3 separate regions of the Mus musculus genome follow, and regions 1 and 3 are each linked to region 2. The links are chromatin contacts, called in public Hi-C maps. All regions are on one chromosome and are shown on one strand. Each heading gives the region's core, a stretch centred on a gene start, on an enhancer-like site or on the middle of the called end of the contact. The rest is flanking DNA. Distances are from core to core; before and after follow the strand shown. Region 1 holds the start of Marchf11 (membrane associated ring-CH-type finger 11). Region 2 has its middle 170 kb from the start of Gm23903. Region 3 overlaps Fbxl7 (F-box and leucine-rich repeat protein 7).

Region 1 (2,700 bases), core at 147-2,646, 920 kb after region 2:
TTAAAGCTAATGTTTTCACACACTTTGCAAGGGAGATGCATTCTCATTTCCCCTGCATGATGGTTCTTGTGGAAGTTTGTACGTGACTCTAATGATGCTTATAATTTTAAAAATGCATTTCTAACAAAGCATCAAGGACATCAATTGGCTAAGATACCCTTTCTGTTCAAGTACTTCCTTTTGCAAGAACTGTAGCACCTTTCTCATTAAAAATTTGTAATAAAAAACCCACCCTTTTTTGGTATTGCATATTGGTATTGCATACCTCATATTGGTATTGATGTAGCATGACTTATCCCCAGCCTCATTTGTATTCTGAAACTAAGTTCTCTGGATACATTAACAGAAAAGAGACCTGGCTTGAATCTACTTATAAACTAAAATCCTTTGAGTAATTCACAAGAAACGCTTGATGATGTTACCATTATAGTACCTAGGAGTACCTGACTTCAAAATAAGGTAGAGAGAAAAGGTGTAGGTTAATTTACTTCTGTATTGGCCACCAGAACACTTTATCAGCCTTCTCAGAAAGAGAACTGGAGAGGGAAGCTCAGTTGTGGGGCGTGCGCTGTCCGTGGTGCTGAAAGCTCTACCCTTGCGGTCCAGGTCCAGGACTCACCGCCTGCAGACCTGGGGTCCCTCTGGCCTTACCTGCTCTGCGCCCTGGAAGCAGATCTTGCAAATGGGCTGATGGTGCTGGTGCTGGTGCCCCGAGCGCTGGTCGCTACCGCCGCCACTACTGCTGCTGCGGCTGCTACATACGGAGCGTGTTTCGGGCTGGTCTCCGGTGCCTCGCCGCTCGCCCTCCCGGCACGCGCCGGCCTCGGGCTCCCCCGGGCTGCCTTTCCCCGTCGCAGCCTCGGGGAGCTTCACCTCTGGAAGGCGCCTAGGACCTTCGCAGGAGTCGCCCGCCGCTGTCACCTCCTGGTCGCCGGGCAACAGAGACGGCGGCAGCGGCGGTAGAGGCTCTCCTGCGCCCTTGCGCCGAGGGGCCAGTTCTACCGGCGGCTCGCCCGACCCTACGATGCGCTCCAGAGGCGCGGGCAGCGGCGGCCGGTAGCGTGGGGAGGTGGGGACCAGGACCGACTCTCCCGGAGGCGGGGGTGGGGGCGGCGGGGGCAGAGGTGGCTCAGCTTCGAGGCTGTCCGCCCGGCTAGACCGTTTTTTGCCCTCGTCGCTCATGGTGGAGTCGCCGCCGTCCTCCTGCCCGCCCGGTGGCGGGCCGGGCGCGGACTGCAGCCAGAGAGCGCAGAGGAAGGCTGGAGAGGGAGGAGGGAAGAGGGTGGGAAGGGGAACCGGGGCGAAGGGACTAGGAAGGCGGGACCAGGAGAGGACGCGGAGGACCGGCGCGGCGGCCGCAGAGGCGGCTGTTCAGCGGAGCCGCCGGCTCGGCTCTGATGGAGGCGGCGCCGAGTTCGGCTGCCCGTGCCAGGCGCGCGGGGGTGGGGATGGGAGGCGGGGAGGAGCGCAGAGCTGGGCAAGGAGGCTGGGAACAAGCACTGGACTGGGGGATGGGGGTAGGCAAGTCGTGCGTGAGAGAGAGGTGTGGGGTGCCGAGAGGACCCTGCTGGAACTGGGGGATTCCTGGGCCGCTTCCACTAACCCCGCCCCGGGCCGCTCACGTCGGTTCCGGGGCGGATTGCCCCTCGCAGAAGCGCGCGGTACTGCGGCTCCAGTGAGAAAGGAAAAGGGGGAGGGGTCGGAAGCTGCCGATCCAAAAACCGTTACTGGGTGGATCTGGGGGAATTCCGAGAAACCCGCCGGGTGGGGGCGCGGTGGGCCAAGCAGAGACCCGCGTGGGAGTAAGGATGAGGGCGAGGTAGGCATCCCTGTGAACAGAGGCACGCAGGAAAGGACTCTTGAGGACAGATGCTGTAGCTGCTCTTTGCTCCACTGTTGTTTTGGGGATCCCAGTCCTCTCTTCTTCAGAGGACTCTGCATCTCAAAAGTCTTCAAGCAGAAGCCTCTGAAACCTTTGTCATCCTGGGAATGCCCAATCCCCCTGTCTCCCTCTCCTGAATATATACATCCTGGATTTGTAAAAATTTTCGATGCGTCCGAGGTTGGAGGGTTGCAATGCTCCATTCTGTGGCTTGTGGGTCTCCTTCATGCTTGCACAAATATTGCTGCGTCCTTCCCAGGAAAAGTGGTTACAACCTTGACTCAGCCTGCCTCCACCCTCATCCACCCCCCACCCCCAGTCTCTCCTCCCTCTCTCCCTCTCTCTCCCTCTCCCCGGCCTCCTCTCTCCTCCCTCCCTACCCCTCCCTACCTTTTCTCTCCCTCTTCCTCTCTCTCCCCACCCCTTTCCAGTAGGGTACTGTGCTCCTGTGCTCTGGCCTTCTGTTCCAAACCCAGCAGTCTGAACTCTTAGGTTATTGGGGTTTTACCCTGCAAGGTGTCCATGCAAATCAATTGTGACTTATCACTGAAGTGGAGTCTTAATGACTTTGACAGAAGTGACTGGCCCTAAAACATTCCTTATTGGCCACATTTCATAGCTGAAGACCTAGGACCAGATAGGCAAACTAAGTTCAAGGTCACCAGCCTATTTAAGGACTGTCCATAGATCTGACACCAGTGTGTGTGTGTGTGTGTGTGTGTGTGTGTGTGTGTGTGTGTGTTTGCGTGCGCGTGCGCGCGCCAGGGTGATGGGCACATGAACATATACCAGCATTCACACACAATCCTTTCTTCATC
Region 2 (2,700 bases), core at 20-2,519:
GTTAGAAATAAGTTAAGAAAGTTTAACTCCTGTCAATTGCAGGATGCTATTAATGCTCCTGACATTGCTTTGCTTGGTTGTTAGAAAACTGTGAAATCAAGTGGACAGGACATCCCATGTTGCCTTTCAAGTGGTTTCAGTGTAGCAATAGCTGCTGCTTACTTTGCATTCAGAAGGAGGTAATTTTTTTTTTAAAGACAATAGGTTAAGAGGACATAGTGTTTTTAACACCGGAGAGAATGAAATAAGGATAGTGTAAATACAGTTGCTTTCGTTTCAGTGGGAACTTCATGCTAAACCTGTGGGCTGAGGTGAGTTCTGTATCGGAAACCAGAGAGATTGCAAACTGCCTGTAACTCTGCTTCACTGTGTGAGTCATGGGTCCCCAGGGCTGGCTGTCGCTTCCCCTTCTTAACACGTTTACTGTTCTGTGCTAGTGCATGCTGGGACTTCATGCACCATCTTATGTTTCCTTCTTTCAGTCTTGATGTCTTAGAGGCAAATTGTTGGCACATTTCCAGTAAGAACAAGCATCACAGAGTGAAACTGTTTGGGTGGTTTTGGGTGACTTGTGTCTGTATATATATTTTGCCTGACTCATGGCTCTGAGGATGCAAGAGCGAACGTAACTGATGCCGCGGCACATGATTTGTATCACAGAGGCCATGCTGGGTTTTAAAAGGTGTTTTTGGATGGTCAGAATTTAGTCAGAAGTAGGTGTATGAGCAGAAAAAAAAGGGGGGAGGAGATGGTGTATGGGAAGTTTTGATTGCCAGATATCACCATGGACACAGCTGATGGGGTACCTGGGCTGGAGCACAGAGAATGAAGAAAAAACCATAGAGAATTATTTGGGGGCTCATGTTAAGATGGTCAGGTAAGCTGTGCTGAGGCTCTGATCCTCTGTCTGTAAGCATCTGTCATCTGAGAAGAGTGTGACTCAGACTCGCTTGATTAGCTAGCAGTTGTGGGACACTCACGGTGTTGTACACTGTGTGCTACGTGCTTATGCGTTAGCCATTTCCTTTCCCAGCCCGTGGAATAAATAAGATCGACGGTCTCTTTTAGGTAGGTACATGGGGGATCTGAGCAATTTACTGAAGTCCTCTCATAGGGACAATTGGAAGCATGACAGAGCCCAAGCTTACACTCAGGAGACTAGGCTGCCAAAGGCAGGCTCAAACCCAGCACACTAGCCAGGGCCAATACTGGAGCAGATCGCTCCCAAGGGAGAAGACTGGCACTCTCTGAGTACACAAGTGGCAGGAAGGACTCAAGATAGTCAGGGAAGTACAAGGGACAGATGCAGAAGATGACCTGTGGTGGCACAGCACTCAGGCTTGTTAGAGAAGCAGGAGTTGGCCATTCACCTGTCACTTTTTCAGGCCCTCTCCACTCTGCCCCCATGCCCTTCCTACTTCTCTATGTGGTGAACTGCTCTCTTAGTCATGTAGGTGAGGCCCTACCTAGGTAGAGTCGAGGGAGGATGAAATTTTTTTCCCACTTCAAACACACAGAATTTGGGATGCTGCTATGTTTTCAGCAAGCTATATTACTCTACACAATCTATTTCTTGTGATAACTGTTTTTATAATTGTTCTTTCCTGCACTTGCCTTGCTTTTTATCCGAAGGAGACACTTCATATTTACTCTAGAGTTTTAATGCTTTTAGAAAAGCCCTGAAAGCCGGAAAGAAAATGAAAATGTTGTTTCTTCAGTTTGGGAAGTTGATAGTCTCTGCTTAGGACCATGGGTTTGTGATTTGTGGCTCATTCATCACCCGAGACCACACAACTCCCTTCTTTGCCAAGTTTTGATCTCATGTACAGTCATAAGAAAAGCGTCTCTCAAGATAAATGTTTACAACAGGAGGTCTTGCTCAGAACACTGAATTATGAATGACAGGAGTTCTTACTCAGAACACTAAATTATGATGTTCATTTGCATCTCAGTTTATTGAGTCAACCTAACTTAGAGAATCGATATCATCATAATAATATCGATGATGACATGTCATGGGTCTATAGAGGACCTTCTGCCTTCTTTTTTTGTTTATTTGTTTGAGATTATCATTTAATTGCAGTGTTTTCCCCTTCCATTTCCTCCCTCAAAATCCTTCTCTATATTACACCTCCCTCTCCTTCAGATTCATGGCTTCTTGTTTTCATTAATTGTTACGACATACATATATGTATTTGCATATACATAGGTAGCACTATATATGACCTGCTGAGCCATATATATTAGTTATATCTATGTTTTCAAGGCTGATTGTTGGGCAAGGGGCAACCGATTAGTGTGCTCTGCATGGGGAGGATTACCTCATGCAGAGGGCCATGAAGAAGGAGTGACAAATGGCTTTAGAACTCATGGCACATGGCCTGCTGGTTAGCACAGCCATGATGGGTGTGGCTTGGTTGAGGACTGCCTGAGGATTTCGTGTCCTGAGGACTTCATGCTGCAATGGAGTTCTGTTCTGCTTCATTGCCTTAACATCCCTCAATTTATTTATTTACTTTTGTATGCTCCATTTTTCAACCTTCCCACCCATCCCAATCCACCCTCTGACTGTTCCACATCCCATTCCTCCTCCCCACCTCCTCTCTCCACATGAATGTTCCTACCTCCAACCCCACCTGACCTTTAAACTCCCTGGTGCCTCCAGTCCCTTCAGGATTAGGTGCATCATCTCTGAATGAA
Region 3 (2,700 bases), core at 121-2,620, 510 kb after region 2:
TGCAATCATGGTGAAACACTCTCCCTTTTTCTCCTTCCTCCTGGGGCTGAGAATTGAGCACAGAGCTTTAAATATGCTGAATACAGTCTTTACCATTGGTCTATATTCCAGCCTATCCTTTTGTCTTACTCTTAACATAGCTAGGAGAACATGGAACATTTTTTTAAAGCACTAGTATAAACTCTAGAAGTGTACCCTATGTCCAGATCCCTTCAGCCAGGAAAAGGGTGCAGGCCACAGACTCCCTTTGTTCTTTCCTGCCACAGACATGTGGTCATGGGGATGCCCAGACGAAAATAGTCTAAGAAGACACAGCTTCTTTAAGTGTCCTGTGTTCTTTATAAATATAGCTCACTAAAAAGGTGCACTAATATTTCAAATAGACTCTGGAGGTCAGTTTCCAGAAGCTGAGCAGATCATGTTTTTTTCAACCAACAGCAGTCTGCCCTCGAGGAATAGATCTGCGACAGAGGAATGCAGGCCAAGCGTCCTCTGTCTTGTTGACACCTTTATTAATGTTCCGTGGTAAGAAATGAAATAATCTATTCATACAGGTCTCAGCTCAGCCTGGAATATACATCTGAAGGCCAGAGGAAGGGAGGGGGCTGAGTGGGGAAAAACATTAAAAGAAACAAAAAGAAAAAAAAAAGAAAAGAAAAGAAAAAAAAAAAGTCTGGTTGGTCTTTACAACCATAAATGGTAAAATTCACCCTGTTCCCCTGCCAGCCAGAAGAACAGTCAGGCAAGGTTTTGATTTACAGGAAAAGCTCAGCAAGGGCCTTGTGGAGAGAGCTTCATGCCTGCTATAAAAATGTGATTAGCTATAAAACAGAGAGATTTAACAAGAACATTTAAGCATAGGCAACAGACCTGTACGAAAATAAACAAAAACAGAAATTGCTGTCTGAGCCTTTAACCCCTTACTTTAGAGGCTGGGATTAGAATTGCTGTTTAGACTTGTGACTAATAACAGTTTCGCGCTTAGAACCAAAAGCCAAAGGGGAGATGACCTTGAAGTTTGCACTATGCTCATTCTGCTCACCCTCAGCGACTTTTCCTTTGGGCCTTGCATGAAGAGGAATTATCCACACCCCCTGAAACTGCTTCCCATGGCAGATTCTCCCTGGACGCCTAGGTTGGAAAGCAAGGGAAGCCAGTGGTGGTGGATCCCTCGAGGGAAGAACATTTAAAGACAACAGTGTCAGAGTGCACTGCTTTTATCTGCACTCCCCAGCTTGCTCTGTGTCAAGGCTGAAACAGCCGCAGCTTGGGAAGGACCTTGGCTGAATATACTCTGACTGGGCAGCTCTTTCAGACAAAGTAGCCCTCCCGAGACAGGCTGCAAAGGCTGGCGGCCCATCGCTGACTGTAGAAGAGTAGGAGAATACCTGTCCATTTTTCACCCACCACAGACAGGGTGATTTCTCACCAGTCGTCCCCCTCCTCCTCAACAAGACCGTCTCCTACTTTCATGTCTTCTTCGTGTGTGACCTGCTGAGCTCACTTAGAGTTTCCTGCCAAAGTGTGGATGGATTATTTACTACAACATAGACCACATGTCAGTGGCTACACCACTCGACTACAAGGAAACCCTTTCCACCATTAAGTAGTAACTGTCCTTTAGGGAGGGGTGCACATTTCATGTGGTCCTCTCTCATCCATGATGCAATTTTTAGTGGCCAAATTGTATGCAGAACGAAGACAATTTCTTAACAACTAATGAGAAAGACATGTCTGTAGGATTTCTTCACTGTGTGTCCATCGCTATGTCGAGTACGGTCTCAGTCCCTGCCATCACCTTTAGGGAGATTATCCCACAGCACTTAAGAGGCAGAACTGGAATTCAACGCTGGCCTTTTAGGCTCTTTTGCTTTGTGGAAGGCAGTGGAAGTTCTCTCAGGGAACAGGATGTGCACATAACCACTGTGTCTGACAGCAGACGATTTCTTTAACTATTAGTATGCCAGGTTTGAGCCTGAGACTGATTTCCTTGCGATACAGACACCCTGCAAAGTTTTGTTTCCTGTGGAAGAGACATGCCTCCCTAGAGCTGGGGCCATCTTGCAGACTTTTCTGGCATCCCTGGGCTTATCTTGCTTCTCCTTGCCTTCCTGAATACATTCCACTCAAGGCTCCTTTCATCCTGGGATGGATGATGCTCTTCTGAGATGGAGACACAGCCACTCGGCTGCACTTTCCTTGCGCTCCACCACTTATGAGAGGCCTGGGATCCATCACTACTACCAACAATAGATAACTGCAATTAAATGTTTCTGAAACATCAAATGAGATTATCATGCTTTTAAGTTGCCCTTTGAATTACAATTCTTCCTCCCACCAAATCCTATGCATGCATCGATTTGAGAGGATACAAGGGGATTATTGTGAATTAGAAGGGTTTCCAGATACAACCTAGAATCTTAAATACTATGTTTACTTACTTTTACCTGGATATAAAACCTCGTTTATCCTGTGTATCTCTTTGTTTTATTGATATTTCCCATACTCAGTGGCATTTCTCGGGTGCTTTAACGCATTGCTTATGACATTTTTTTAAAAATCACTGTTAGATTTCTAATAGAAAATGTTCATTAAATGAGTGTTGATGCCCTTTTGTTTGTGGTATTTTATGAGCTCCAGTTTTTGAGAATGTTGGCAGTGATGACTTCTACCATGATAAGATCTTAGTTTATTCCGAGG

Evidence for each region. Hi-C and Micro-C count contacts between places; a contact is called where the count stands out from the background.
Region 1: a contact with region 2 is called in a Hi-C map of the N1E-115 cell line, with 6 times the contacts expected there. The contact joins the promoter of Marchf11 here to the enhancer-like site in region 2. A contact is called at or near these places in 6 of 39 promoter capture datasets (cranial neural crest, frontonasal cranial neural crest, hippocampal neurons and 2 more), 1 of 484 Hi-C or Micro-C datasets (the N1E-115 cell line) and 1 of 115 datasets of contacts at active chromatin or transcription factors (forebrain).
Region 3: a Hi-C map of the N1E-115 cell line shows a contact between it and region 2, with 4 times the contacts expected there. The contact joins two enhancer-like sites. A contact is called at or near these places in 2 of 484 Hi-C or Micro-C datasets (the N1E-115 cell line and palatal mesenchyme).

What each region holds. Positions count from the first base shown.
Region 1 is chr15:26,307,744-26,310,443 of GRCm38.p6, reverse strand. Marchf11 (membrane associated ring-CH-type finger 11) reads right to left here and starts at 1,396. Exons shown (of 4, transcript NM_177597.6): 1 at 652-1,396. The coding sequence starts at 1,182.
Region 2 is chr15:27,230,715-27,233,414 of GRCm38.p6, reverse strand. No RefSeq gene overlaps it. Among named protein-coding and RNA genes, the nearest start is that of Gm23903, 170 kb to the right of the region's middle. Within about 2 kb of position 1,269, at least 8 of the 459 cell types and tissues checked have an H3K27ac peak or open chromatin away from gene starts, as enhancers often do. A contact at or near this core is called in the N1E-115 cell line, where this site is marked.
Region 3 is chr15:26,716,666-26,719,365 of GRCm38.p6, reverse strand. All of the region lies in intron 2 of Fbxl7 (F-box and leucine-rich repeat protein 7), which reads left to right. Among named protein-coding and RNA genes, the nearest start is that of Gm52205, 53 kb to the right of the region's middle. Within about 2 kb of position 1,370, at least 39 of the 459 cell types and tissues checked have an H3K27ac peak or open chromatin away from gene starts, as enhancers often do. A contact at or near this core is called in the N1E-115 cell line, where this site is marked.